Linked DNA regions of Sus scrofa: regions 2, 3 and 4 are each linked to region 1. A link is a contact called in public Hi-C and HiChIP or PLAC-seq data. All regions are on one chromosome and are shown on one strand. Each heading gives the region's core, a stretch centred on a gene start, on an enhancer-like site or on the middle of the called end of the contact. The rest is flanking DNA. Distances are from core to core; before and after follow the strand shown. Region 1 overlaps TCF4 (transcription factor 4). Region 2 has its middle 290 kb from the start of TXNL1. Region 3 has its middle 430 kb from the start of TCF4. Region 4 has its middle 250 kb from the start of TCF4.

What was found. Hi-C and Micro-C count contacts between places; a contact is called where the count stands out from the background. HiChIP or PLAC-seq counts read pairs in DNA pulled down with a chosen protein or histone mark.
Region 2: an H3K27ac HiChIP or PLAC-seq map of skeletal muscle shows a contact between it and region 1, with 18 times the contacts expected there. The contact joins two enhancer-like sites. A contact is called at or near these places in 3 of 47 Hi-C or Micro-C datasets (heart right ventricle, mesenteric adipose tissue and retroperitoneal adipose tissue) and 1 of 2 datasets of contacts at active chromatin or transcription factors (skeletal muscle).
Region 3: a Hi-C map of subcutaneous adipose tissue shows a contact between it and region 1, with 2.3 times the contacts expected there. The contact joins two enhancer-like sites. A contact is called at or near these places in 4 of 47 Hi-C or Micro-C datasets (heart right ventricle, psoas muscle, skeletal muscle and 1 more) and 1 of 2 datasets of contacts at active chromatin or transcription factors (skeletal muscle).
Region 4: an H3K27ac HiChIP or PLAC-seq map of skeletal muscle shows a contact between it and region 1, with 6 times the contacts expected there. The contact joins two enhancer-like sites. A contact is called at or near these places in 6 of 47 Hi-C or Micro-C datasets (embryonic fibroblasts, heart right ventricle, mesenteric adipose tissue and 3 more) and 1 of 2 datasets of contacts at active chromatin or transcription factors (skeletal muscle).

What each region holds. Positions count from the first base shown.
Region 1 is chr1:104,722,219-104,729,417 of Sscrofa11.1, reverse strand. TCF4 (transcription factor 4) reads left to right here. Exons shown (of 20, transcript XM_021093491.1): 16 at 2,846-2,981; 17 at 4,629-4,791. Among named protein-coding and RNA genes, the nearest start is that of CCDC68, 250 kb to the right of the region's middle. Within about 2 kb of position 2,972, at least 20 of the 83 cell types and tissues checked have an H3K27ac peak or open chromatin away from gene starts, as enhancers often do. A contact at or near this core is called in skeletal muscle and subcutaneous adipose tissue, where this site is marked.
Region 2 is chr1:105,720,171-105,727,369 of Sscrofa11.1, reverse strand. No RefSeq gene overlaps it. Among named protein-coding and RNA genes, the nearest start is that of TXNL1, 290 kb to the left of the region's middle. Within about 2 kb of position 3,984, at least 18 of the 83 cell types and tissues checked have an H3K27ac peak or open chromatin away from gene starts, as enhancers often do. A contact at or near this core is called in skeletal muscle, where this site is marked.
Region 3 is chr1:105,506,175-105,513,373 of Sscrofa11.1, reverse strand. No RefSeq gene overlaps it. Among named protein-coding and RNA genes, the nearest start is that of TCF4, 430 kb to the right of the region's middle. Within about 2 kb of position 4,568, at least 8 of the 83 cell types and tissues checked have an H3K27ac peak or open chromatin away from gene starts, as enhancers often do. A contact at or near this core is called in skeletal muscle and subcutaneous adipose tissue, where this site is marked.
Region 4 is chr1:105,323,486-105,330,684 of Sscrofa11.1, reverse strand. No RefSeq gene overlaps it. Among named protein-coding and RNA genes, the nearest start is that of TCF4, 250 kb to the right of the region's middle. Within about 2 kb of position 2,809, at least 9 of the 83 cell types and tissues checked have an H3K27ac peak or open chromatin away from gene starts, as enhancers often do. A contact at or near this core is called in skeletal muscle and subcutaneous adipose tissue, where this site is marked.

The DNA.
Region 1 (7,199 bases), core at 1,723-4,222:
CTTGAACTGCATAGACTCTTATTTTTATGTGGTCTGCAAGTATTTTCAACTAGAATACATACAAGTATTTTGAATTATTGTGTACCAGCTGTCTTGTATACTGCTGCGCCTTGCAATAAATGTGGGACTTATTCTATAAAACTTCCAGTATTATTTTCTCCATTTTGGATTGGAATAACTTACTCTTGATTATCCAGCTAACAAAGACCATTTACAGGTAGAATCTATGCATTATTGATTCTCACTGTGGTGTGATTTTCTCTCAGTTACACTGTCTTTCATAACAGTTGAGGCCAAGAAAATAGAAAGGCGATTGGTTGTGGGTTCTTTTACCCTCTTTTAAAAATTAAATGTAATCTAGAAAGAAAGAAAAAAAGAAGAAGAAATATTGGGGAGTAATAACTGAGTGTGTTTCAATTGCAAAGTGAAATATTAACCTTAAATTGCATCTTAGCCACCCACAAAGAAGGCTTGAGAGTTTTAATAGAATGATTCTAAAATAGAAGGAGGGTACCTCTCTGCTGTGCTCACCTTCAGTGATTCCACCTTAGAATCATCCTTTGTGGAGAGAAATTAAATCCATTGGGAATGCCAGTAACTGAGAATCAGCACTTGGGTAATTATTTATGTTAACATGGATTGACAGTCTTAAAGAGCTACCACTTGATCAAGGCCTCTAAAATGCATGCCTGCAAGTTGACATCTTAGATTGAAAGGATAGTCATCGATTGAATCTGTCTTCTAAATGCACAAATGGAAAAATAGGTTCAGAAGGAAAATAAAAACCTACACAAAGCGTGAGGAATGGTTGAAGAACTGGGCATGGTCTGCCCAGAAGAGATCAGGCTTCAGTTACAGATGAAAGACGGGAGTGGCATGGCAGTGGTGTTAAATATGTGAAAAGCACTGACACTTAGTCCATGGAACTCTGGAAACTGAAACTAGAACCAGTGGGTAGAATGTATAAAGAAGTCAACTTGTGAAAATGGAGTGAGCTGCTTTGCAAGATAATCAGGGTCTCAGTGTATTTGAAATACCTACATAGAAACTAAATAACTACTGTTCAAACTGTTCTCGGAAGGGACACGGCACACAGGTGGCAGACAGCATTAGCCTCCTCAGATGTCTCAGCTACAGCATTCCTGATGCTTCCCAGCCCTTAAATCCTTTGCCCTTCTTGCTGTATTTTATTGTAACTCTTTTATACATATACTTTATTAAAGTATAGTTGGTTTACAGTGTTGTGTTAACTTCTGCTGTACAGCAAAGTGATATAGATAAATAGATACATAGAGAGAGAGAGATAGGGAGATTCTTCTTCATGTTCTTTTCCATTACGGTTTATCACAGAATGTTGAAGATACCCTGTGCTATCCACTAGGACCTTGTCGTTTATCTATTCTATCTATAATAGTTTTGTTCTTGTTGCATTTTTGAATCTGAGCATGATGTATATGACCCTTCCCTCTCCCCCCGAATTATTTTCTTCTGTACTATTTTGGAGCATATGAAGGTGACGCTTTATACTAGGCTGCCTTGAGGTAGCACGGGCTTCCTTTGGTTCTATGAGTTGCATTGTTATCAGTTCAAATTCCTACTATTTAAAAGGAGATTCTTATCTCTTTAAAAATGTTGGGTAGCAAATGGGTGAAGATTCTGCTTTGTGGTTTTATGTTTTAGATTGGAAAAAATTATACTTTTTGATTCATAGCAGTATAAATTTATAGATAGATATTTCTAATGCTAGACCTCACTGTCCTGTGTAAATGTTCACTTAACAATAGGCCAAGAAAATAAATACCTACTTGGAAATGCCAGCAAAAACACTACTCATGTTCCTTCTGGTTTGCAAGTGCTTAATGGTCTTACTTGAAGGGGTACTCTGTAAAGTCAGCAATTGCTGTCTCAGTGCTACAAATTCAACATCTCTGGACCCCAGAGTGTAGGTGGTAGTAGTAGTTAATAAAAAGCTCAGCGGTAATTTTTGCAGACCAAGGCATCATGCTCTACTCTATAATTTTATTCTTGGAAGCCTGGAGAGTGTTCACAATATGGCGTCTTCCTAGGATCAGAATAGTGAAGGAAGAAAAAAATGGAAAAATGTCCAAACATCTTTGCATGGCAATGATGGCATTACTGGTGTGTTTAATAAAACCTTTATTGGTACATTTTCCGGTATGGTGGCATTGGCAGAAACGGTCCCCCTTTGGATTTGGAACTCAGCAGCTGATGAAATACAGTAAACATTAATTTGGAATGGGCTGCCAGTTTTGGAAAGCCAGGTGACATTTTATTATATTTGTACCGAGCAGGGGCTATGTCCCATACTGCTGTAGCTTCCGCTGTCAGAGGCTTAGCTGGCATTATGGAAAAAAAAAAATGGCAGGCCTGAGAATCTTATCCCCTGAAATGAAAGTCGAATGCCAAATTGAAATTCCTGTAGGATTTCCGATAGCAATGGGGGAATTGAGAAGCCCACAATTAAGCATATGGGCATTAAGATAATTGTCAGATCTGTTGGCGGACATGATAGAAGACAGATGGGTACGAATCAGTGCGCTCCACTGCAGCACCCTGGGAGACAATTTGACGTTTTACCTGCCTGAGCTACTCTGCCATATTTGTCACTGAATGTACAGCACGGCATCTTACGGAGCTCAAAGTGTTTTTTGCTGGGGACTCTAGGTGCATATGTGGTCCTTCAGCGCCCTCTAGTGAGATGCATTTGGGAGTATTGTTTTTCAAAGGCTAGCCTTCCTTAAGTGGGTCCTGGCTGCCCCCGGAAATAAATAGCTGGCACACCTCTGGTTCCCACTCATCTCTACAGTTCCTCTCCCCCTTGCAGGTTGGGGCCCATCGTGAAGACGGCGTGGCCCTGAGGGGCAGCCATTCTCTTGTCCCAAACCAGGTTCCAGTACCACAGCTTCCTGTCCAGTCTGCAACTTCCCCTGATTTGAACCCACCCCAGGACCCTTACAGAGGTAGGTCCGCCCCGGAGGGCCACTTCTGACCTCACTGAAACAATGGATCCAGTGTTAATCCCATGCTTACTTGGCATTCATCCCTCAGGAAGCACTGGCAGAAAACCAAGAATCCATTTTGATCCAAAAAATGGTAAGTAAATGGGCAAACGGAGCTGGCTAATTGTGTTTCTTCGGTCACTGTTTTCCTCCAGCATCCTCTGAAGTCCTACGACTATTTCAGCAGGGAATGAGACAACAGACTGATGAGAGGAAATTTTATTTTAGCTATTTCCACATTGTGCTCGTTCAGGACCTCTAATGTGGTTAGTTGCAGCCTGCACATGATATTTCCAAATGGATAGGAAGGAAGGAAATGGCTTTTGTTGTGTAAGATGGACGGAAATGCAGGTACATTTAAAACATGGAACTTGGTTGGATGATTTTTGCTCTTGAGTCATCAAGCCCCTAGGACTTGTGGCAGGACCACCTCCTACCACTGACTCCCGTCAACTTTCTGTGACCTCTGGAGGTGGTGCTGCCAGGGCAAGACCTGGGTCCCAGACTCCCCATTGACTGGCCGGCTAGGTGACTAGGGGACACTTACATAACCTCTCCTCCCCCTCCTGTTGAGAATAAAAATGATAACATTGCCGCAAGAATCAATACGGGTAAGCATTTTCCCACCTCTTAGACATTGTATGCATCTGAGTGGTAATTATGTATGTGGTATGCCTGCCCATTTTTATCTGACTAGCAATACTGTGATGGTCCTTTCTTTTAAAGAGCCTTTGGGTTTTCTTTCTCTGTCCTCGACCAGCAACCATATGAGCACAACCTGAGGATCTTGGTAAAATGCCAATTTTGATTCAGTTGGCCTGGGGTTCTGCATTTCTCTTAGGCTCCCAGGAGCATAAGGAACTCCCAGGAAATAAGAATGCTCCTGGCCCACTGACCAGATTTTGAGTGACAAGATCCTAGACTTCACAGATTACAAATAGAAGAAATAGCAAATAGACACATATCTGCCCCAGAAATGAATGATTACATTAGGGCCAGAGTAGAAAATACATTTTGCTCTTAGAAAGTTAACAGTGATAAAGCTAGTAAAGTCTTCAGTGAGCAAGTAACTGCTTTCCATATGTACCATTTTTAAATGCTGATTACTCCTGGAGGATAAGAGAAGCCTAATTTCGGAATTTCATTAGGGTATCTATTGAAGCCTTGACTGTACATATTTAGCGTACTCCCTGGGAATTATATTTTAAGGACATTTTTCTATTAAATCATTGCATATGGAAGAAACTCAATATAATAGCTGATATTTACTTGGGTTCTTAATCAGAACATTGAGGTGTGTGATTTTCATGATTATGATTTTCATTGCAATTAAGTTGATGTTTTGTAGACAGTGAAATTACCATCTACTCCAAAAGATTGCAAAATAGAATTTAACCTCAGAGCCAATGCAGGGAAAACTTGTTTCCGCAGGTGCATTTTTGAAACTTCACCAAAGAGCATGAAAAAAGTGACAGATCGCAGTTCGGCAGTCTGCACTGTGGAGCTGGCAGCTCTCCAGCCTGGGGTGTGCGTGTCTGTGCATCAAGGCTTTGGTGGCCGTGTCACCTGGTCTCTCTCTCTCTCTCTTTTTTTTTTTTTTTCCTGCAGGCATGCCGCCAGGATTGCAGGGCCAGAGTGTCTCCTCCGGCAGCTCTGAGATCAAGTCCGACGACGAGGGTGACGAAAACCTGCAAGACACGAAATCTTCCGAGGACAAGAAATTAGATGACGACAAGAAGGATATCAAATCCATTACTAGGTCAAGATCTAGGTAACAGTATATAATACTGTCGCTTCATTTAATTCCTTTATTGGACTTTGATGAAGTGAACAGAACGGGAAGAAACTATTCTGTTTTTTCCTGGCAGGTAAATCTGCAGCTGAAAAGAAAAACGAAAGGCTTACTCTAGAGACCGAGCATCGTTTGAGATGCCTATACTCTAGGAAAGCTGAAACTGTCTTTGCATTTATGAATTTGGACCCAGGGCTGATAATGACACACGGCAAAAACAATTTGTAATTGATTCAAATGCAAGCAGTCGATTTGTAAAACTATGCTTAATTCTACAAATTTGGTCAGAAATGTTCTTCTGAAAATATTTCTTAAAAGAAATCTTAGCCAAGATGAAAGCTCAATTGATGTACATGCAACTGTAACTTTTTTCTTACCTCAGAAGTAGAAAAGTACTGATTTTCCAGCTTTATCCTAAACATGTTTAGATATAGAAGAGCAATATCTAAATTGCTCCTTTTTTTTTTTTTTTTTTTCCCCTCCTGGCTACTCCATTCTACAGAAAATGCAACAATGCAGGAAAATAGTTTCTGATTGGTTTTCCTAAGTCCCCAATATCTTTACATTAGAATCTGTCTCCTTGGACTTTAATCTGATAATCAGATTTTTTTATATATATATCATGATACCCATGTTCTTTGCCTTAGTTCCCTTGGATTGTTTTTATTTGCAAACTAAATGAATTGTACTAAGACGATACCTCCCTTTTAAAGGCTGTCATTCTCAAGGTTGAACCTGCTGTCCTGTAGGAGTTAAGAAGATGCCACCTTTTCATTTAATTCCTTTATTGGACTTTGATGTGCCTTTATAGTGCTGTTATAATTTCTGAGATAAATTTTGTTATAAATTCAACCACAGTTTCAAAAAGTCTGGAAGCATCAAGCTTACACCTTTTCACCATTACTAGAGTTTCCTGACTCCTGGCCACGGTAGTAAGACATCCCAAGGAGGGCATTTTACATCCTTAGCAACTTCTTTGTTAGTTCACTCAGCTGTTGGTAACTTAACTAGTGACCATAACACGTGCATATCAATGGATTCTTTTGAAGTTTCAGTACAGCATTTTAACTCACTGTTAAGAATCTTCTTCTTTTAAAAGGTCACTCTTTGGACATTTACTTTAGGCCTCCAAAACTGTGGTGTAAATTGGACATTTACTTCAGGCCTCCAAAACTGTGGTGTAAAGCAATGCTTTCCTTTTCTAGGCAGTTTTGTTCACTTCACCACCTTAGTTATAAGTGGAGAATCAATTCTGATTGGCTATTGGCCTGAATACCTTTGGAAAACAAGTTCCCATTTCGAGGCCCACTTTGGAAAAGGCATGGCACATGTTCACTGTGTAAAAACCTTACCCAAATTGTTAACTTCAGGACAGGACCGGCAGAAACTCGACTCTGTTCTCTTTTCCCTCATTACAGCCTATTTGTGACATGGAACGTGGACATGAATTGATAGTAACCTTGATTTCCTTGGCATCAGCAGAGGTCATGGGTGGGAGAGAGAGAGGGAGACTGGCAGGGGAAGTGAGGAGAATCAGATGGCAGAGAAAGGGAGCACTTTCCAGTGGGTTCAGTTCAGTGTTCATCCCCACACCTCCTAGGCAGACAGTCCCATCTGGAAGGGAGTTTAACCTGCGGGAAGATGAGCCAAGTCTTCCAGCATCTTTCCTTGCTGGCTTCTTCCCTCCTTCCCTTACAAGTGTTCTTGGCTTACTTAGCTTGTGCTACAACCCAAGAACACCGCTCCATTTCTGACTGACTGGGGCTTCTCTGTCCTAGTGGATTCTTATTGCAATGTGGAAGTTACCCAGAGGTTCTCCAGGGGAAGACTCGGAGCTGTGCATTTTAAGCCAATATTCATTATGTGTACATTAAATTGAGTAGATAACCTCCCCTGTGTTCCTCCACCTTTGAAAGGTTGTGATTATCATCTCTATTCTGTGCCCATTTCAGATTCATGGGATTTTAACGTAGAAGCTAACCTGGATAGTCCTTGAGTTCAGTTAAGGACTGAATTTAGGTTAATTCGCATCCTCCATGTTGTTTCTTGAGATGGAGACTCTGTTTTTTTGAATGAAGTTTACTTCTTCTTTTATATCTCTCAAACCCCCCCCAAAGCTTTTCACTTGTGTTCATTCAGACTGTTCCCCTCGAAGAGTTCTCTTTCTCTCCTACCTTCCCGAGGCAAGACATCTCCCACACCTCTCTTTTTGACGTGATCACCCAGGAACTATTTAAAGCCTTGATGCCGTGAAATCTTCCTGCTATGACATGCTTTCCAGGCGGCTTATCATTCCTATTCCCCCACCCCACCCCCATTCAAAAGTTTCTAATTTGTCAGCATGACACCCAGAAACAGAAGTCATCTCATCTTTCCAGATGCCTGGC
Region 2 (7,199 bases), core at 2,735-5,234, 1.0 Mb before region 1:
CTCCCTACTCCAACCTTGTTCCTCTCTGGCATGTCTGATGACTTGGCAGAATAGGAACAGAAAAAGACAGAAACCCGGTTACATAAAGATGCCATGGCGTCCAGGAGAGAGAATGTATTCCATGAGAAAATTGGACACTGAGCCTGCAGGTGGGTCTGAGGATGCAAGGGGATTAGGGATGTCTCTCCAAACTCCATGACCCTTGCTGTCCACAGTTCGGCTCAGGGATCTCTAACAGAATGTTGTGGACTCAATGTTTGTATTCCTCTCAAATTCATGTATTGAAATCAAACCTCAATATGATGGTATTAGGAGGTGGCAGTTGGGGAGGCGATTAGGTCATTAGGGTGGAGCCCCCAGGAGTGGGATCAGCGACCTTGTAAAAGAGACCCCAGGAGCTCTCCTGCTCCTTCCATCACGTGAGGACCCAAAGGACAGGAAAGTGGGCCCTCACCAGATACTGAATTTGCTGCACCTTGATTTGGGGCTTCTAGCTACCAGAACTAGGAGAAATAAATGTTGTTGTTGATATACCACTCAGCCTGTTATTCCGTTATAGCAGCCTGAATGGACTGAGACACACAGCCATACATGGGGGTGGGGGGTGGACATTTCCCTTAATCTTATAAGTAGTTTCTAAGCTACACCTTAGTGGTCAGCTCTTGCTGGACCACAAGGACAAGCACATCTCTGGGTGGGATGATGGACCCCAGAGTGGAGCAAGAAGCAGTTTGACTCCTCGGGATGCTCCAAATAGCTCCTGAGGGCTTCCAGAAACATCTAAGATGGTAGGAGGGACTCATGATACAGGCACAGGCTCTAGAGCCACACTGGCAGGGTTTAGCAGGGCAGTAGAAATCATTATTAGTGTGGCTGCGATCTCCACACACCCACAGGCAGTTGGGCTCTGAGGACATTTTTGTTCCCAGCCCTTCAGATGGATTCTGTTTACACAAGCATTCACCCTGCAAACAGGCCCAGAGGGGAAGCACAGACCCAGTCTCTGGCCTTGACCCTGTGTGCTCCCCCACTGGCCCATTTCAATCTGTTTTCTCCTCTCCTCACACTGTCTCCCTATCTCTAGTCTCTGCTTCTCAGTCCCTTCTGAACGTGGTTACCCATGTGGGAAGATTCTTTTCTTTTGGCTTGTTTTTGTTTTTCTTTTTACAGGCACACACCTGCAGCAGTTGAAGTTCCCAGACCAGGGGTTGAATAGGATCTGCACCTGAGGCCTATGCCACAGCCGCAGCAATGCCAGATCTATGCTGCATTTGCAACCTATACTGCAGCTTGCACCAATGCTGGATATTTAACCCACTGAGCGAGGCCAGGGATCGAACCCACATCTTCACAGAGACCATGTTGGGTTCTTAACCCACTGAGCCACAGTGAGAACTCCCTGGGAAGATTATTTTCTAATTGTTGAAAATCTGCTGCTGTAGGGATTCTGTCCCCCACATCTGGATATGGACGTCCCAGAGCAGGTGAGACGCTCTCTGGTCTGGCCTCCTGACCCCAGGGGACTCCCGCTAGAGTCCCAGAGGGTGCAAAGCAGTTGTTTGTTCTTTTCCTCACTTGAAAACATAGTTTCTTCGTTGAAAGGAACTGATGAATCAAGTAGCTGATTGCCTCAATAAATAATTTCTCTTGGGTGAGTTGGCTACTTAAATGTGAAAAAAACGCATGGATAACCCCCACCTTGTAAATCTCTATAGTGACCATTTTAGGCTGAAGGGACAGATTGGTGGGAGAAGGCCTTTCAGTTGTAGTCAATATTGACATTCAAGTGGGTCTGGGAATCCTGTCAAAATGGAGATTCTGATTCCGAGGGTCTGGAGTAGAAACCAAGGTGCTACTTTTCTTTTATCTTTTTGTCTTTTTGCCTTTTCTTGAGCCGCTCTCGCGGCATATGGAGGTTCCCAGGATAGGGGTCGAATCAGACCTGTAGCCACCGGCCTACACCACAGCCACAGCAACACAGGATCCGAGCCGTGTCTGCAACCCACACCACAGCTCACGGCAACGCTGGATCCTTAACCCACTGAGCAAGGCCAGGGATCAAACCCACAATCTCATGCTTCTTAGTCGGATTCGTTAACCACCGTGCACGATGGGAACTCCAAGGTGCTGCTTTTCTAACCAGCTCTCAGACAGTGATGCTGCTCTGAAGACCATACTTGGACCAGACCTTAAATCACTGACAACAGCCAGGCAAAGTTCTTTCTCTGGACCCATGATATCTTCTCATGAGCCAGGCAAGGTAATTCCCACCCCTAATGGTGAATGAGCTTCTTAGCTTGGCTTTTTAGAAAAAAAGGAAGGGAAGTTTCTTATAATTGAAAAGGAAATTATTTCAAACTGGAATTCAGTTACCTAAACAAAGTTTTGTGAATGATGCTCTTGTTTTCCTACAACTGTTATTCATACTGTTTCAAAAATGCTGCAAAGATGGTACAGGACACACCTATGTGTGTGGGGGGGGGAGGTGGTGGTTGATATCATTAAGACTAACCATCTGTGGTGCAGAAATCCTGTCTTTAATTAGAAAAGCTTAAAAAACAGGCCAGGTCTCCAAAGTGGAGTGGGGTTATGAGTATTGACAAAATGTTAGAAAAAACATTATTTGCAGAATCAAAGTAGGGATCACTGCTCTCTCATCTCCCCTTCCATTTTTCTGTCCAGCTTAGTGGTCACAGTGGTATTAACTGTCCAGCCAGCTGTCCAACCTCCATCTGATGGTGCCACCGAGCTCTCTTTTGAGGGTGGCTTTGGGACGGGGGTGGAGGGAGTTTGGGTTTTTTCCCTTCACATTTGTTGCCCAGGACGTTCTCGGGGTGATGCTAAAAAATTAAGTTCCTGTCCTTACCGGAGCACTGCAAGTGTCCCCTGCTGTCCCCAGCACAGGAACACAGCCATGGGCCTGGGGCACTGAGCTAGGCCCAATGGGGAAGGCAAAAGGTGAAAAGAGCTGGGTCTCACCACTGTGGGTCTTATAAGGTAGCTTTGAGATCACTAACCACATCAGCAGGAAACCATAAGTTCTAAATGAATGATACACAGGATCAGGATGTGGGCTAACGAGCGCGTGGGGAAACTAAATGAGGTCATCAGAAAGGCTTCATCAAGGAGGTAGCAATTGATTTAGTCCTGGAAGGGAAGGGAGAATTAAATAGCGCCTGAGAGATCTAAGGTAGTACAGCCTCGAAGAACATCCTCTTCCCAAATCTCTTTCTGGGAATGGCGTGGGGAGAAGAGGAAAGCGGCACATTGATTAATTTTGATGATAGGAATTGCCAATGGCCCTCCTTGTGGCCCATCTGAATACCGTTAGCCAAGGGCAAGCACCACTTGCCAGAAGGGTTCTGTTTCTTGCTAAACACCACTCAGAATCAGGTATAGACAGGGATACAGTTAAATTCTACCTTCCTTATTAAATGCTTGCTTTCCAGGGAGATGCTGTAATCAGGCAGCCCAAATTTCTCCCTCAACGCCAGGAAACCCTTTAGCACCTGATTTCCAGCTTTCAAAACTGTCACTTACATTTTAAACCCAAAATATTCAATTTTTTACTCATTGGTAGATTCAGAATCATAATGGCCAGGCCAGAACAACTTCATAATGATCTAAAAACAAACAAACAAAAACCCACTAGAGCTTTATTTTTTTTTTTTTAATTTTAAACTTTAGGCTTCACGTTTCAAAGTTTTATCAGACTGCTGTCCCCCCCCAACCCCCCATAATTTAAACCATTGTTTTCCAAGGGAAATTTAATAATAAGAGCCCGCCATGTGTTTCTGCTTAATTTTGGAAGCCTGTGTTATGCAGTCAAAGATTCTCATTTGAAAATAATTCCTGTCCTTATTCTAGAACTGCCAGGGGAATAAAATTTGAAAAACATGTTGCAGCTCTCAAGTTTATGTTTTGCCTAAAGCCAAGCAGTGCTGGAAGATCAAAGTTTGGAGTGGAGATCTAAAGTTAGAACCACTGCCTTGCAAAGCGCTCACAAACCCAGAGTTGGGCCCAGCAGCTGCCTGTCCAGGTCCTCCGGTAATTAGCTCTGGTGCAGACGGAGGCCCCTGCCCCTCCTCCGGCTAGGGCCTGGGCCTCTGGGGCCCCTGTTGCCTGGGAAGCAGAGCCCCACAGAGATGGAGCAGGCAGGTATTTTTAGTCCACTGGTACACCCGGTATAGGCCCCTTGCATTCCACAATTTGCATATGGGAGGAGCAGGAGGGAACCCTGCCTCGCTTGTTGTTTGCTGGGTCTGCCCTTAGTGGGGGCTATTGTCAACATGATAGATTCAACTAATACTGTTTAAGGATGGGCAAACTGGGGCATGTTTGCTATTCTCAAGCTGCCTCTTGTTCTCTCTTAAAAAATGAGTATATGTATTGTGTGTATATGTAATATGAGTGAGTATGTATGTGTGGTGCATGTTTGTTTACATACAGAATGTATATTCTTAATATACATAGTTTATTAATAACATATTTAGTTTATTATGTAGTTTATATTTAAACTATAAAATAGTTTATACATGGAACTTTAAGTATATATTCTATATAGTTTATATAAAATATATATTTTAATATATATTCTACATAGTTTATATATATTTAAATATATATTCTATATAGCTTATATAAAATATATTTTATATATTGATACACACACACACACATATATATTTCGTAAGCCCTAAAGCCCAACTTCCCCCTCCCTTGTCAAATCTCTAACTTGACCCTTTTAGGCTTTTGTAGAATTGAGTGTAGACTGTGATTTCTTAAAGTACCAGAATGGCCTTCAGGGGTAGCAACAGAACTTTCAAAGGCTATCTACATTTCTCCCTTCACCTCCTCTGGCAAGTTCTATTTGCAGGTGGTGAGCCAGGCTAAAGGATCCAATAGCACATTCAAAATGTTACGAATCAGAAATTGTAGGCGTCCAAGTAGGTGGACATGAATAAATGCGGCTCTTTACTGCAAAGGTTCCCAGCCTTGCACCATTGAAAATGAACTTGACCTGCAAATGCCTCTTGGGCTAGCCAGAAAGGAAAACTGAACTTCGGGAGGCTGGCAAATGACGATGGGAAGCCCAAGTCATTCCCCTGCAGATGTGATCTGCTGGAATCCCACTGATGGCAAATGTTCCAAGGTACATTCCCCGACGTGGTACTAGTACTGTCAAGGCTTCCTGTTGACTGCCGTTCCCTTGGCAGCTGTTCATGGGGAAGCATGCAAAGCAGCTGCCTGTTTTCAATCCGAGCGAGCTCCCCAGCACTTCTCAATTTAAGATAGGCCATTTTTCCACAGAGCCTCGGTTTTCCAACGGCTTCTAACTTTGCAATCTTTGATACACTTTCTTGATGCAGTTGATAATAGGAAAAACAGGTGAACTGCTAAGTTTCACTCAAGCTGTCCACCTAGCTATTTTTACACTGTGTAAGCTGAATCAGCTCCTTGTATTCCTTTCCTAAAACAGAGGAGATCAGCTCCTTTTGAGCAAGAGGCAATAGGAAATGCATTCTCCTTTGCCATAGATGCTTACCCAATTCACCCGGAAAGTTTAGTGCAGGGGTCTCAGGAGAAACAGGTCTCTTTCTCCCAACCAAGTTCTGAACTTCACAACTCTCCCCATGGAAGTGGCCCAGTCAGTCAAAGCCTCTCTCTGTGGTGCTAGAAACCAGGACTAGACTCAAGTTTCTGGTAAAAATGAGACATTATTTTAATCCCTCTCTGCTTCTTCAAATGCCAGCACCTTGAGCTGTTTGAGGCAACCTCTTACAGTTGACAGTGGAAGGGTTAAGAATTTGGGGGCTGTAGGGATGAAACGATTGTATTTTGCATGTAAGAAGACATAAAATTGGAGGTGGCAGGGGAAAAACAGAGTGTTATGAACTGAATTGTGACTCCCAAAATTCTTAAGTCCCAAACTTCAGAATGTGACCACATTTGGGTCTTTGAAGAGGTAATTAGGTTAAAATGAGATCAAATGGGTCCTAATCCAATATGACTGATGTTCTTACAAGAAGGGGAAATTTGGACACAAAGTTACACGGAGATGGAAGACAATGTGTGAAGACACAGGAAGAAGACGGTTGTCTACATGCCAAGAGAGAAGCCATAGAAGAAATCAACCCTGCCAACACCTTACCCTTGGACTTCAAGCCTCCAGAATCATGAGGCAATAATGTCTGTTGTTTAAACCACCTGGTCTGTGGTCCTTTGTTACAGCAGCCCTAGCCAACTACACCAGGGTGTGGTGTGGTGCAGGTTGGGTACAAGGTCACATTTGAAAGAGCTATGAAGCATACATGCTGTCTCAAAATGCACCTGGATGGGTGTTCCTAAAATGAGAGGGAATAAATAGAGCCCATTTTTGGGGAGGTATTTTATAAACCTATCTCTTTGGGGGATTCGTTAAAGAAAGAGGAAAGGGGATGGATGTACCCTGAGGACATGACATTGTACAGCATCTATTGTGGGGGGAAAAAAGCACGACACCACCAAACTGGCAATTTCTCACAATACCAGGTGCATTACAGATTGGTGTGTGGGCTTTTGTGAATTGGTTGCATATAAATGAGGAACATTTAAATAAAAAAGAGATCTAGAAACTTTCACTAGTTTGGGGCTTTTATTTATAGCTACTCATGCTCAGGGCTTATTTCCCTTACCCCGTTTTTGTGTTTTGTGTCATGGCAATCTAACAGGCTTTTGTATGAAGTGCTCCTGGTTTCAGCACTCAGATAGGGTGCGGCCAGCCCCTCCCTCGTGTGAAATTGAAGAGAACAGCATGAGAAGATGCTGAGAAACCTGGTTTGAAAGAGGGTGTGATTTAGTGGAAAGAGGGTGAATAAGCATCGGAAGCTTGAACTTACTCCCAGCCAGAGAAGGACCATCAAGGTGATATGCCTTGATGGTCAAGGTATGACCATCATGCCTTTCAGGGTCAAGGTACATGATCCTCAGCTCCAAATGAAGGGCTCGGTTCACTTCTCACTCTGATTCTATGCCCTCACAAGGCCAAGAGGGAGTAGTAGTCATGGCTTTTGGAGTGGGAGAACAGAGCCTCCACCTGGCCTGGCCTGACCTCCTCATCTAGCCTGATGCTGTCTGCACACCCTCCCTCTTCTCTGCCCCGCTGTTCCTTCTGCCTCTGCTCAGATGTTTGTTGTTCAGTGTCATTGTTTTAGCTCTGG
Region 3 (7,199 bases), core at 3,319-5,818, 780 kb before region 1:
TAATAATGACTGCTTTCTTCATTTTAAAGCTGTTCTAGAGACGTTTAGGGGAACAGCAACACTGGGCTTATAGCCACTGGTACCAAACCTTCCACTATAATATGAGATGGAGAAACTATCTGCTGCTATGGTTCACTAGGAACAACTAATATGACACTGTGAGCCACAGGACAAGGACTTCTGGACCTTCACTCTGTGGCAAAGCTATATACATGTCCCCATGTGGGGTGGAACTTTCGTATTCCAATCCACTCCATCAGTATAAACCTGGATCTTAATGCACTGTGAAGTGTACTTCACTGCAGTGAAGACCTAAACTTCATTATTAAATGAGATGTTGGATAAATAAATGCATAGGTAAACGAATGATTTAATGAATGAATATGTGATTAGTTCTTGTGGCAGATTTCAGAGGCATCCAAATTTGGGGCTAAAAGGACCCAGATGGGTTGCCGACACTGATCCTATGGTTTGGCTGCTTATTTTCCTTCATTTCTTGAAGAACCAGATTGTTGCAACTTAAAGATCTGTTGGCATTTTCACCAAAACTTCTCAACCTATTTCTTCTTCATGGGAAGGTTACAGAAAAGTAAACGCTGCAAGTTAACCAGGCCTTTTTAGGTGATGAAATGGGATGGAATGCAAGTCGAAGGTGGTCTTGAAATTGGCCCATGAACTTCAACATTCTAGACAACCAACAAGTGGATGATCTAAGGTTAAAAAAGAGATCAATGATCTCTATAGGGAGAAAGACTAGCAAAGGACTGGGGACAAAAGAAAAGCCACAAGGCCTTTAGCACCCTTTCAGTGAATCATGGGCTTGTATGTTTCACGGGGGGTGGGGGGGGGGGAGAAGGTCCTGGAGCTAAGAGATAGAGCAGGAAAAGAGACAATGCAGTCTTTACCTGCTTTACAATGGACCCAAGACAGAGCCTGCTTACCAGCCCCTTGTGGGGCAGGGGTTTGGCCAGGTGACGGGAACTGGGCAGAAGATGCCACTGCCACCACTGGCATCCTTCAGTGGCTGCTGCTTCCAAACCAGGCGAAGCCCCCAGCACTGACGGACCTAGATTGAGTCCTCAGCCCTCTGTGCAAGCCTGTCACAGCTGCTTCCAGCTGTGGGCCGTGATGTGCCACATACGTCACTAGGGCCAGAATGTGGCCCTCAAGCAATTCTGGTCAAAAGGCCCCGTGCGTGAGTGATGTGGTCTGGGGCCATGTTTCTGCTTTGGTCTCAACCACAGCATCAGAGATAATTTGATGCACTGGGCTTGAACATGTTTTGAGTTACACTGTATTGCATACACATGTAAAACAAATCTGGGAACCCACAAGTGTGTGACCAATTATTTTGCTCCTCTGCAAAGTGTTTATTAAATTTTGAGAAACGAGATGATACAAAGAGGCAAACAACAGAAGCAATCACAAACCCCAAACAGTTTTCAAATCTATAAACAATTTTTGAAAAACATTCAAGTAACTTTCCAACTGTGTTGCCAGTGCAGTGCGGAAAACAGATCTTTCTTAAGATTTGGGAAATTTTCAAGTATGTTCAGAATGACCCGCACACGTCTGTTTGGCTGTTCTGAGTGGCAACGAATCATGGAGAACCTTTGGTCTAGATATTTTAGGACATAAAACAGCAAGGCAAGGGTCTGCAGCCTAGCACCTCTCAGTGACTGTAAGTCTCTTGGGGTTGAGAACTCAGAGCCCGAGTTCAGGGCTCAGTACTGCCTTTGTCATACAACAGCTACTGAACATCAAGCCACAGCAAGCCTTACTTCATTACATGTAAAAAGAAGTGCTGTGTCTATATTAGTGTTTTCAAACCATTACTAATGACCCATTAGTGGGATATTAAAACAATTTACTGGGTCATGACCAACATTTATTTTTTAATTATTTTTATTTTTATTTTTGGCTGTGCCTGTGGGATATAGAAGTTCCTGGGCCAGGGATTGAACACACGTCACAACAGTGACCCAAGCTGCTGCAGTGACAATGCTGGATCCTTAACCCACTGTGCCACAGGAGAACTTCACAACCAACATTTAAAAAATAAAAAAATGGAATCAAACCAAAAGGAAAATATCAGAATGCATGGCAAAGCAGTAAAAGTACATCTTATTTCATGAAATGTCTGTTTCAATATATATGCATATTGAAATTGTTTTGCTCCCCTACAATATACTTATTAAATTTAAAAATGAAACAATATAAAGATGTAAACAATAGAAGCAATCACAAACAAACCCCTGTTTTTAGCAATTTTTGAAAAATGTTCAAATAATTCCATGGCAAGGAATACTTATTTTTGGTCTTGGGTTCTACAGAAAAATGAATTCCTCTTTAGAGATTCTGGTCAAAAGGTTTAAAAACCACTCCTTTAAGTTTCCATTGGCTCTAATATTTTATGATTCTAGAAGATGGAAGGGGCATGCTCACATAGCCCATCATGATAATACAAAATATAGCATTTTTTTTTAACACTTAACTAAGCTTCCAGGCACCATGTTCATTGCTTTCCATGTGTCATTATATTGAACCCTCCCCACAACCCTATGTGTTAGCTAATCATGATGCTGTTTTATAAGGACTAAGGAAATTAAGCAATCCTGGAGAGGTTCAAAACATACGTTGGCAGGAAGGTCGCTGACTTGCAAGCCCTCCCTAATTTTTCTTACAATTTTTTGCCAAACATGTGAGATTCTGAGCCATGAGTTAGCCACTCAACCCATGATACAGATGGGTGGCCCATGATACAGGACTCTGCCTGGATTCCCATGTGAAGGATGAAACCCCCATCTTCTTGACTAGGAAAGGTGCGTTGTGCACTCCCAATACCTCCTTGGCCTTGGAAGATGAGGGAGTCAGTCATTCGCTTTATATTTCATTTTGCTCATCTGGAACCTGAATTCCCCTCACTGTCTCCCATGATATCAGAGAAGCAAAAGCCGTAGATACAATTTCATATGAAATGAAAAAATATGAAGTCACACGTTTTCACAAGCATCCTCACCCTGTCTGGGTCTGGAAAGAGGAGTATAACTATACATACTATAGTGAGAAGAAAACTTTAGCTTATCTGGAGGGTAGAAAGGGATATGTAAGGCTTTAGCAGAAGTACTTATAAATCCCACATGAAGTCTTCCTTCTTTCCTAATTGATATTCCCACAAATCATAGATGCTGGCCTGGCCTTACAAGGATGCAGAATAGGATTTTGTGTGTAGCTCATACTAGGAGAATAACAAATGTTTCCCTCCTAAAGCTATTGAGTTTCCTCAACCTGCATTAAATTTTACCATTAGATAGTCATTCCTTTTGCTTTGAAGCACTGTATCTACAGAAATTCCTGATTAAAAATGAAATATTTCTGTGGCTCACATACAAAGTAATTAATAGCCTAAGTCACAATTGGGTCACCCTATAATCTAACAACATTCCAATGTACACAAACATTAAGTTCCACTGAGGGGGTCAAGGGAAAGCTTGATAGTGTAGGGCATAATCTGGAGAGGTAGGCAGCTTAGGTAGGGATCTAAGTGCAGTGTAAAACTCAAGAGTGCAGAAGGTCACAGAAAAGCACTGAAGACACTCTTACCACTTTTAGCTTTGGGAGAAGTTGCAATACTCCAGGATAACCACAATCTTTTCATTGGGTGCTTAGAATTCTAATTTTCAAGGTGTTTCACCTATATTAGCACATTTAACACTCACAACATCCCTTCAAGGACGGTATTTCCTGAGAAGGAAACTAAGAGTGAGAGAAGGGAAGTGACTTGCCTAAAGTCACCAGGCTGTGAAATGGCAGGTCTCACAGCTCCTGAGCCCTTTGAACTCACCACAACTCTCCCTCCAGGTGCCAGGATTCACTCCCTGTGCCCACATCAATGCTCAGCAATCTCCCTCTGGGTAAAGGTGTCTCACACCTCATTTGATTTGAGTCAGGAAACATGGAGATGGACCAAAGAAAATAGGATTCTGGCTTTGATTCCCTATCAGTGAAATAAAGGACCAGGGATGTATAAGTGTGTGACACAGACACTGACACACACACACAGACATACACTCCCCCATGCACAGGATCACCAAGAAGAATATCTGTTCTAGGCTCATAATTCAACAAAAAGTCATCAGTGATTAAAGCATTTGAGCTTTGCTCCGATCTCTGGTTTCGCCTTGACTTTCAGCTCTCTGCTTCTTTCTCCTTTTCTCCCCGCCCACTTTTTAGTGGCCTTTGTTCTTCATTCCTGAGCCATCTGGTTGCAAAGTATGGTAGGAGCACAGTGCAGCAGGCACATGAAAAAGCAGTACAAAAAAAAATAGTAGGAGTGAAAACAAAAGACATGAAGATCCTGAATTTTTTATTTCTCTTTTCAGATGGAAATATCACGGCTCCCAGTTCAGAGGCAAAATGGGTGAGCAGGCATGGGGTCTTCAGATAGGAGATTGACAGATGTAGAAAGAGGGGAGGACAGAGGCCCTGGGCCACCCTGTGTATTGAGGCTAGGCTGGGGTATGGCCAGGCAAGCCACATGAGTGGTCTCTGGACCTGAGACGCATATCAGAGGAGGTATTAGAGGAACCACATAGCACACCTGCTTCCAATAGCCCCCATGCTGCCATGCTCAGCCTCCTGTACTGTGGAATTTATTTTTTCTGGAAGCCAAGCCTTCGAGTCTCTCCTTCCCTATAGAAAGCTTCTGTGTTTATGTCCATGGTCTCTACTATGAGAATGCATACAGCCACTACCTCAAATACCATAAATCCTCTCTCTCTCCCCCTTTCTGTCTGCCTGTTTATCTACAATCTGTCTATTTAAATTCTTTTTAAACAAGAAGGGAATATCTTTATGCCTGTTTGTAGGAATATTCTACATCCATCTGTTATTTACATCATTCGTTTTCCTGAGGTGTCTCCAACAAATCCTGGCTGGATGCACTGTATGTGTTATTAATAAAACAGCTGTAAAAATATTAACTGTACGGCCTAATTGTCAGCCCTGATTAGGAGCCAAGTTTATCCCCGGACGGATGCGGAGACTCAGAATTTGGGCTTCAATCCAGATCTGACCCTTGCAGCTCACTTTACATTTAATTCTTTGACCATTTAAGCTGCTCTGGCTTCTCCCACCCCCACCCCCCCAGGGATCCGTGCACATCCGGCCACTGGCCTCCTGACTCCTTCAGGTGGCGCTGCTCCAGCTTCCTGAATGCTCATGGCCAAGGCCTCTACCCCACTGGATTCCCCATCCCTTTGGTTAAACTTAGTCATGTGCTACATAATCACCTTTCCGTAAAGTAAAAGATGAGTAGAAATACTGTCAGCATTGTTTCTCTGCGCACACTGATAGGAAATTGCATTTGGAAAGTCTGTATTGGAAAATGTACCTCTAGTTAAAACCACAGGGTTAGGACATCAGAAAGACCCTCTGGATCGGCCAACAAAGTGATATTCCCTTAGTGTCCGGAATTAGATCAATCTTTCAGACAAACCTTCTGGATATGGAAGATAAATGAAGAGGTGATAATACATTTTATTTTTAATAAAGTATTCAAAATGAACCAAATGAGGGCAGAAGTTAGCAAATGAGATACTTCTGTTATTGTTCCCTTCTTAGTATAGTTAGATTAGCCCTGATGGGTTAAACCTAAGTGAGGTGTTTTCTGGGAGGAAAAACTATGTAGAAAAAAACTTGATTCTGTTGTTGTCCAGAAAACCCTGGCAATGTCTGTGTCATCTAGATTTTAGCTGATGGGAAGACAACAGGAAAAGACTCTTAGAAAGACTGGTATGGGAGTTCCTGTTGTGGCTCAGCAGGTTAAGAACCTGACTAGTATCCATAAGGATGCAGGTTCAATCCCTGGCCTCGCTCATTGGGTTAAGGATCTGGCATTGCCACAAGCTGCGTAGATCGCAGATGCGGCTCTGATCTGGCGTGGCTGTGGCTTGGGCTGCAGCTCTGATTCGACCTCTAGCCTGGAAACTTCCATATACCACAGGTGTGGCCTAAAAATAAAATAAAGTAAAATGGAGAATTTTAAAAAAAGATTTAAAAAGAAAGACTGGTATGATGGTTTGCTCCATGACATATGAAATAAATAAATTATCTGCCATCATTTCACAGAGCAAAGACTTAATGACATATTTAGAGCATATAGCCCCAGTGACACCTAACATAGCTGTGATTAATTGTGAAATAGTTGGATAAGATTTGATGCTTCATGTTACCCTTCTATTAGAGATTTTCTCTATGATTTCACAACATTCCACTTTGGAAATTTTATAGCAATGGCCTTTGATTTTGCTTATTTTTCCAGAGAGTTTTCAAGCTGGCTTTCTTGCCATATAAGATTACTTCTTAAATTATCTCTCACCTCACAGGTTCCAGGCCACCCTTACAAATGTTTCCAAAAAGACAGCATGTGCTAGGGTCACCATCCTGCCTCCAATTCTCATGACCATTAGTATCGACAATCTGGTAGAAAGCTCATGGTTTGCTTGACTTTTACATTTTTAAATAATCATTTGAAAGGGGAAACCATATTTTCGTCCCTAACAGAGGTGATGAAAATTTAAGAAAAGAAACCCAAAACTTCTCATTTCCATCTCTTAAAAGAAGCTGTGGCAGGATAGTAATGAAATCATCACATACGCTACTGGAGAGCTGACCTCCAGAGAAAGTTCAGCACTCAACTGTCTTTGCTTTAAAAATACACCTTTTTAAAAGGCATGGACAATTGTCTCCCCAAAATGTCTGCATTGTAAAATGTTTTTGTCTCACAATTGGACTCGATTCAAATGACTTTGTGAAGACAAGCTGTTTTTAGCTTGGAAAGGATTAGTAATTGCTAGATGTTTTAATGGATGCTAATTCCTTTTCTCCATTGTTTACCATAATGTTACCTGAGTTTAAATGTATGGCTGTTTCATGGACCATGTCTTATAAATGTACAATAAATCCAATGCCTTTCCAATGAAGCAAAAGGAAAATAGCCATCTCAACCTTCATGAGAGCAGCACCATATTTTCTCTTGCATGTGTACTTTCCCCAACTCCTAATAGGCAACTGTACATCAGTGGGGCTCAATATTCATTGACTAACAACCAGGTTTATAACTTCTCTGCTTGATATTCTTCTTTCAGTTTCTACATTTCATTCTCTAAAGCTAAAAAATTCTTTCAGCAATTCTTTTG
Region 4 (7,199 bases), core at 1,560-4,059, 600 kb before region 1:
AAGTATAGTTGATTTACAATAGTATATTAGTTTCAGGTGTACAACATAGTGATTCAATATTTTTATGGCTTATACTCCATTTAAAATTATTATAAAATATTGGTTATATTCCCTGTGCTGTACTTAACATCCTTGTATCTTATTTATTTTATATCTAGTAGTTCGTACCTCTTAATCTCCTTCCCCTAGCTGCCCTCCCCACCCCCTTCTCCTCATAGGTAATCACTAGTTTGTTCTCTGTATCTAAGAGTTAGTTTCTATTTGTTACATTCATTTGTTTTATTTTTAGATTCCACATATAAGTGAAAACATACAGTATTTGTCTTTCTCTGTCTGATTTAGTTCACTAAGCATAACACCCTCCAGGTCCATGCATATTGTTGTAAATGGCAAAATTTCATTCTTTTTTTGGCTAAGTAATATTCCAACGTGTGTGTGTAGATAGATATACACGTGTGTGTCTTCTTCATCCATGCATATGTTGATGGACAAAGCAAATATTTTCAGTGTTCATGGAGAAGAAATTATTTTTGTATAGAGGATGAGTAAAACATTTTTGGAGATGGTGGTATTTGAACTGGGCCTGGGAGAATGACAAGGATTTGAATAAAGATGGGTTGTGAGAAAAGGTAAAAGTGCACGTAGGTCAGATGCGTCTGGAAAATGGCTGAGAGTCAAGATTAGCTAAGGAGCAGGATTTGTAAACAGAAGCAGTGAAAGCTGATGTGGGAAAGGTAAGCTAGAAACTGATTTTCAGGTACCTTAAAATGATGACTTTTTCTAGAAGACAACAATCATTACTGAGGATTTAAATAAGAATTTCATTTAAAAAAAAATACTTAAACATGTTAAAGTACTTTAACACATTTAAAATATTATTCAAAATAATCCGAGAGTCAAATTCTCACATATTCTAGAAAGTTTGTCTTCTTTTATTGTGTTTTAAAGCTATCATAAAATATAAGAAATTTTTTCTTTCTCTAATTTGAGTAACTAATTAGCATATAGAGGATTAAAATACTTGGGATGTCATCAATCCTAGGTTCCATCTCTGCCACAGAAACATCACCATGCTGTTATAGTTAAAGGGCAAATGAAAATATATTACTGAAAAATTAACTACAGTCTCTAATGCTTCTGTGAAGTGGCCAAACTTTATTTAACAAAGAAAACTTTCACAATTAAACTATTAATTTGTCTTCATTCATCCAAAACTTTTAAACTCTGTTTATTAATTTAAAAGTCATAAATAAAAATATCTGGTTTGGGAGCCACGTGCTAGAATTTCATAAATGATCCCGTCTAAAAATTGTTATGGGTGAGCAATAAATCCCTAGAAAATGATGCTTATATTTGAAATAGAAATGTCACCAGAGCCTTAAATATAGCTGTGCAACCTGACTCTATTACTGTGCGGCAAAGTCATGTTTGTAATTGATTTTGACTGTCCCTCCTTCAATGTGTGCTGAGTTTGGTGGCCCTGGACAGGATTTTTGTTTTCATTTTAAATCCTAATTTTAGTCTAATTAGATTAATCTGTAAATCAGTGTTCTCCACTTAAAATTTTTCCATACCCATCTTTTTCTTCTAAGAGTAGCTGAGTGTGTTCTTGGAGTATTTTAACAGAAGTAATGGATTTCAATAGTTGTTGCAACAGTTCTTGGAACTCTTACATCTTCCAGTTGTACACAGATGATGAAAGGTAAAAATGAAATCTCCAATTTTTTATTTATACAGAGCTGAACTACTGATTGATAGGGCACTGATGGACATTCTACAGTTGTTATGAAACCATGTGTTAACATTATTTATCAAAGTAATAATGGGATGGTAATTGTGGTCTTTCTTATGGTAGAGAAGTAAGCAACCCAAACAGATACACCTACTTAATGACTTTAGCATCCAGCATTCAAAATCCAGTTAATAATTTGTTGCTTAAGACATATATAGAAACAGAAGTGCAGCCTGTCGATAATACAATGATTACTGTATTTGGCAGAATGGATTCCAGGTTTAATTCCAAGCTTAAGAAATTAACTTACAAATGATTTCAGAGATTCTACCAGAATGAGAAAACAACAGAACTACGTTTAACCCTTAAGCTGGCAGTCTATGGTAGGAACACTGCCAGCTATAAAAAATAATAATCAGAGGCCCATGAACTGCTCTTTTAAAATGGTTACATTAAAACCCAGACACCTGTAGTTTTACTAGTTGCTAAAACGGCTTGTAATTGCACATGCATGAAGCAGATGTGTAACCAGAGCTGTAGTAACTGGTTTCTATTAGACAAACACAGGTGAATGGTGAGCAGAAGGAGGAATGGAAAACTGAGATTTGTAAAGTTAAAATCTAACATTTGAGATTGCATGTAAACTTTGAAAACACTTTTTATTAACTATATATTGGCCTGTCTCTTGACTGCTTTTAAATCATGAATATTGACATTTCCCCAAATGGTCTGCTTAAGTATGGACAAGATAATAATGATGAACATTTATCCCCTAAGACATGCTCTTCAAAATACTAGTCTTACTGAAATGACTGCCAATGCTATATAGGAAACTTTTCAACAGACTTGAATTTTTTAGGGTTTTTTTTTTTTTTTTCTTTCTTTCCAGGTGTTTCTTTAAACAACATTGCTTGAAGGTCTTATATATATATATAAAAAAAATCAACATTAAAGGATATTTCCAGAAATTCAGTCTCTCAAAAAACACGAACTAGGGCCTTGATTCTTGCCTCCTGGAGTTTGGTTGTTATGAAATTTACAGTACGGTGTGTCAGCTCATCTGGGACTGAGTCACGCAGCCAGGGACACAGAGCGCAGAGGAAGTCATGTGAACCATTGCACAAATACATTTTTGTCAGCGTTTGGTTGGAGAGCTGGGACTCAGCTGAACTTTAGGGGATTGAATTTTAGTCCAAATGTTCCAAAATTCTGGTTTACAACAACATCTGGGGTGGTGGAGAGTGGATCGCTCATTTTGGAATTCCTTAGAAAGGAAAAATGAAATGCAGACAATAATGACATTCAACAAGAGCTGTCCTTCCAGAAATCCTCATCACACCTGGGATGGAACCTTTGAGCCAATGTTTCCTTTCAGATGTCTTAGAAAAAGGCGTGCAAACAGAATGAATGAGTTGGAGCACACAGGCGTCTCTGTGAAAACCTCTCTGAATTGAGAAGGAAAACAGGATATGTGTTCATGCTCCCATAACTCATCAGGAAAACTCATTCCAAGTCATTCCCAGGGATGATCTCCTCCCCCAGAAGACCTTATCTTTCCACATTTTTTCCATTCTGAAAACATATTTTTAAAAAACTCAAAAGTCTTTCTTGGAATGGAAATTCAGCCTCTTGCAGAATGTGAATGAATGACATGTTGACCTGAAGGTGCACATGGTATTTTTAAAGGGCTACGTGGCTATTCATTTTGGAGCCCCATCGGTTCTCTGGACTCAAATCATTCCTCTGAGACTAAGTGCCGTTGATGACGATGATGTTGAGGTGCAGAAAGAACCTGCTAAGTCTTCAGACTGGAGCAGAAACAGCCAACAGATTCAACAGGGCAAAACTCTTTGGATAATACAAAGCCATTTTGGATATTTCCACTATATCTGTTAAATATTCATCTATACCCTGACAACTATACTCTTGTTCCAGGAACTTGAAATTACTGGGTCTTTAAATTATTCCCAAAGCATAAACTGAGCACTCCTAGAAGTGTAGGAATTCCTTCAGACTAATGGTATACCATTTACTACATGATTGTTCTATAGTCTATTGGTGAGTGACAGAACTAAAAAAAAATGTCACCTTCCCATGTTTTAAGGTTGTGTATGCATTCTATTTCATGAGACCATGTAGGGCAACAGTTCTCAAACTTGGTTGTACATTAGGATGACAATTAAACTTTATTAAAATGTTTCTGCATTTTAATGGAATGGGCCTCAACCCCAGATTTGCATTTAGCTGGTGAGAGGACTCAACATCTGAAACACTTCCCAAAAGGTATATCTACTGATAATTTGCAATATGTAACCAGAACCAAAAAATCCTGATGAGGAGCTAATATCAAAACTCTGCACATGCACACTTGCAAAATAAAATTTAAAGACCCATGAAAATGGAGGGTTATTGAGCTCATTGCTGCTATGTAGGTCCTTACTGGCTTGTATGTTTAAAATATGCAGGAATTGGGGGACAATCAAGAGCAGAGAAAACAGTAGGCAATTTAAGGATGGCTTCTAAAATTCACTGTGCTGGTGGCTCTCTTCCTGTCCCGCAGATGATACTGTGATAGCCAGAAGTCACCATGATGGCAACTGGTTCTCAGGAAGTTTCTAGGAAGGTTTTCTCTTAAATAGTCCAGAAAGTATATTTCTAATACCTCTAGCAATGACTGGCAGATTGCGCTCAAGAGAGTCATGGAACATGGGTGTCACCAAAATGGATAAAACTATTGCCCAAATAGAACTGGATAAGGCTTCTTCTCTCCAAATAATCACACAATCAAAGCCACCCAGATTTGAAATATTCGTTACCTTCTGTCAGCTGATGTCCATTTCAAGTCTCTATCAAGAATAAGAAACCCCAGGTGTCCTACTAACTTCAAGAGAAAAGTTTAATGTCTCATTATGTTCTCCTTGCTTGAGGGGTAAGTTTCAAGTGTTTCATGGAGGATTTTGTTTTGCTTGTGGTACATGGTAACCACTTATGAAGCATTTGTCCCCCATTCTAGAGTTGTGAGGAAAAGACCTTTCACAGTACCTTTGTAGTCATTAAATCCGGCTTAGAGCTATACCAGGGACAAAAACTTGCACAGAGCAAGAAAAACATTCAGCCATAACTGGATATCAGGTTTGCAGGGACAAACATCTACCTCATTGTCTGACCTTTTTTTTCATCTTTTCATCAGATACTCTGACAACTTTATAACTTCAGTAAAATCGCTTTATCATGACCTTTTCAACCTATATAAAAAGGATTCATGGGGAGTTCCCATTGCGTTGCAATAGAAATGAATCTGACTAGGAACCATGAGGTTACCAGTTCAATCCCTGGCCTCACTCAGTGGGTTAAGGATCTGGCCTTGCCATGAGCATTGGTGTAGGCTGCAGATATGGCATTGCTGTGGCTGTGGTGTAGGCTGCAGCTGCAGCTCTGATTCGACCCCTAGGACCCATATGGGAACCTCTATATGCTGTGGGTGCGGCCCTGAAAAAAAAAAGGACTAATACATTAATCATTATTTAGAAAAAGAACCCAGGATATAGAAAACACCTTGAAAACTCCGAATTACTTTTCTTAACCTTTTTTTCCACTAAAGGTTAGAGCAGCTCCTCACATGTAATTCACTTTTTTTTTAAATTAAAACAACATATTTACATCAAAGTAAGATTGTCTCAAAATCTTTTGCTTCCATGGGAAAAGACAAAACAAACAAAAAAACCTTTCCTTTTGAAACTGGAGTTTAGTAATAGTTAATTACTGTTAAATTGGAAGTTATAAACTGTTGCAATCTTTCATCCAGATCTTATAAGGATATTTACCTATTTTTATAGTACTAGATAGTTCCACTACCTTTCAGAGGACACAATCTTGTTAAAGCAGCTCACTGCATTCAGGTGCTATGGGGGAAGACCACCTTTCTGAAAATTCTACAAATGGAAGAGAAAATGAAAGAAAGAAGAAATCTACTTGATCACACCTGCTCTATCTTCAAGAATTATCATCTGGCCTTCCAACCTGACCCGTCCCAGAAGTAGCTGCTCTTTTGTTATTGTCTCACCCTGAATTCATTTTAAAATGCCAATTTCCATAATAATTTAATACAGCTGTTAAGATAGTCTCTTTCTTTTGATCATTGTTATTAATGATGTGCTACAGCATCTGCAAGGCTGGTGATCTTAGCTACTCTTCTGGAGACAGCCATTGTGCATTCTTTTTCCAGATCCTGCCCTCTCTCTCATCCTGCTGGCCACAGCCAGCTTCAGCCCCTCACAAGTTGGACAGGACTCATCTCCTGCAGGAAATTATTAGTCCAGGCCTTAGGAACTATGGGGGAAGTTCTTCTGTGGTATACACAGTCGGAAAAGAAATTGTTCTTCAGCATTCCCTGGAGAATCAGCTTGGCCTTAATTGTAGTCTTCCGTTGGCTGTTGAATGGTTTATGGCAGAATCTTTATGCCTTTTTTTTTTCTTTTTTGCAACTGTTTTTCTCCTCGATGCTTTGAAATAGCTGCTCTATAAGTGTGTTTTCCTTTCCCAAATCTAAATGTGTCAAAATCAATTGGTAACACTCTTAAGGTTTTAAAAGGAAAAAGAGTTTTCATTAACTATAGATAAAATATGACAAAGAGTCAGAGATAAACTGCTTGTTTTAAGCAACTTTGTAAGAAAAAAAAATCAACAGTGTTTGTGTATAATACTATAAAATTATATATTTACCCTATGGCACAGCCTCCAACACCTCATTCCTTCCTATATTTTTCAAATAGGTAAAAAGCTTTGAAATTCATGATCATTTTTGTGACTTTAATTCTTTCTCCAGGAGATGCTCATTTGAGAGGATTTATTACCTATAAAGGTTTTTGCTGGGTTTTTTTTTTTTTTTGGCTCTTTTGATACAAAATATTTGTTCTTTGAACAGATCAGTTCTTTAATAGGTCAATATAAAAGATATTTTAGCTTTGCAAATACTGCAGTTACCTCAAAAGTTAAACATGTTTATATGGTTTTCATTTGAAGGTCTCTTTTGACTGTTAGTAAATTACTTGATTTAGTGCATACAAATGATAGTTGGAAAAGATTTATTATTTGGGAAGTCTTTTTCAATGAGCTGAAAGGCTGTATCCTCCACAGTGAATTCTGGTGAGGAATATACTAAAGAATTTTAGGCTCTGAAATATGAAAGTTCTTGGAATTGTTTTTTCCGGTTAAAGCCAGTCCAAAAATTGTGTCATGTTTTAATCGAAAAGCATTTAGATAAACGACATAAGGTAAACGTCTCTCCAGCAGCCAAAACATTATCTTCATTCTTGATTTACGAAATATTAATGTCATTTTCATGGCAGGAAACCTTTTTTTGCTTTAAGCATCTCTTTTGAAAAAGAATGTCAGAAAACAGAAGATGTTGGCTGTGTTGTAAAAGTGTTTTTAAAGGAGGCTGTCAGCCATGCCTTTGAACTTCTGT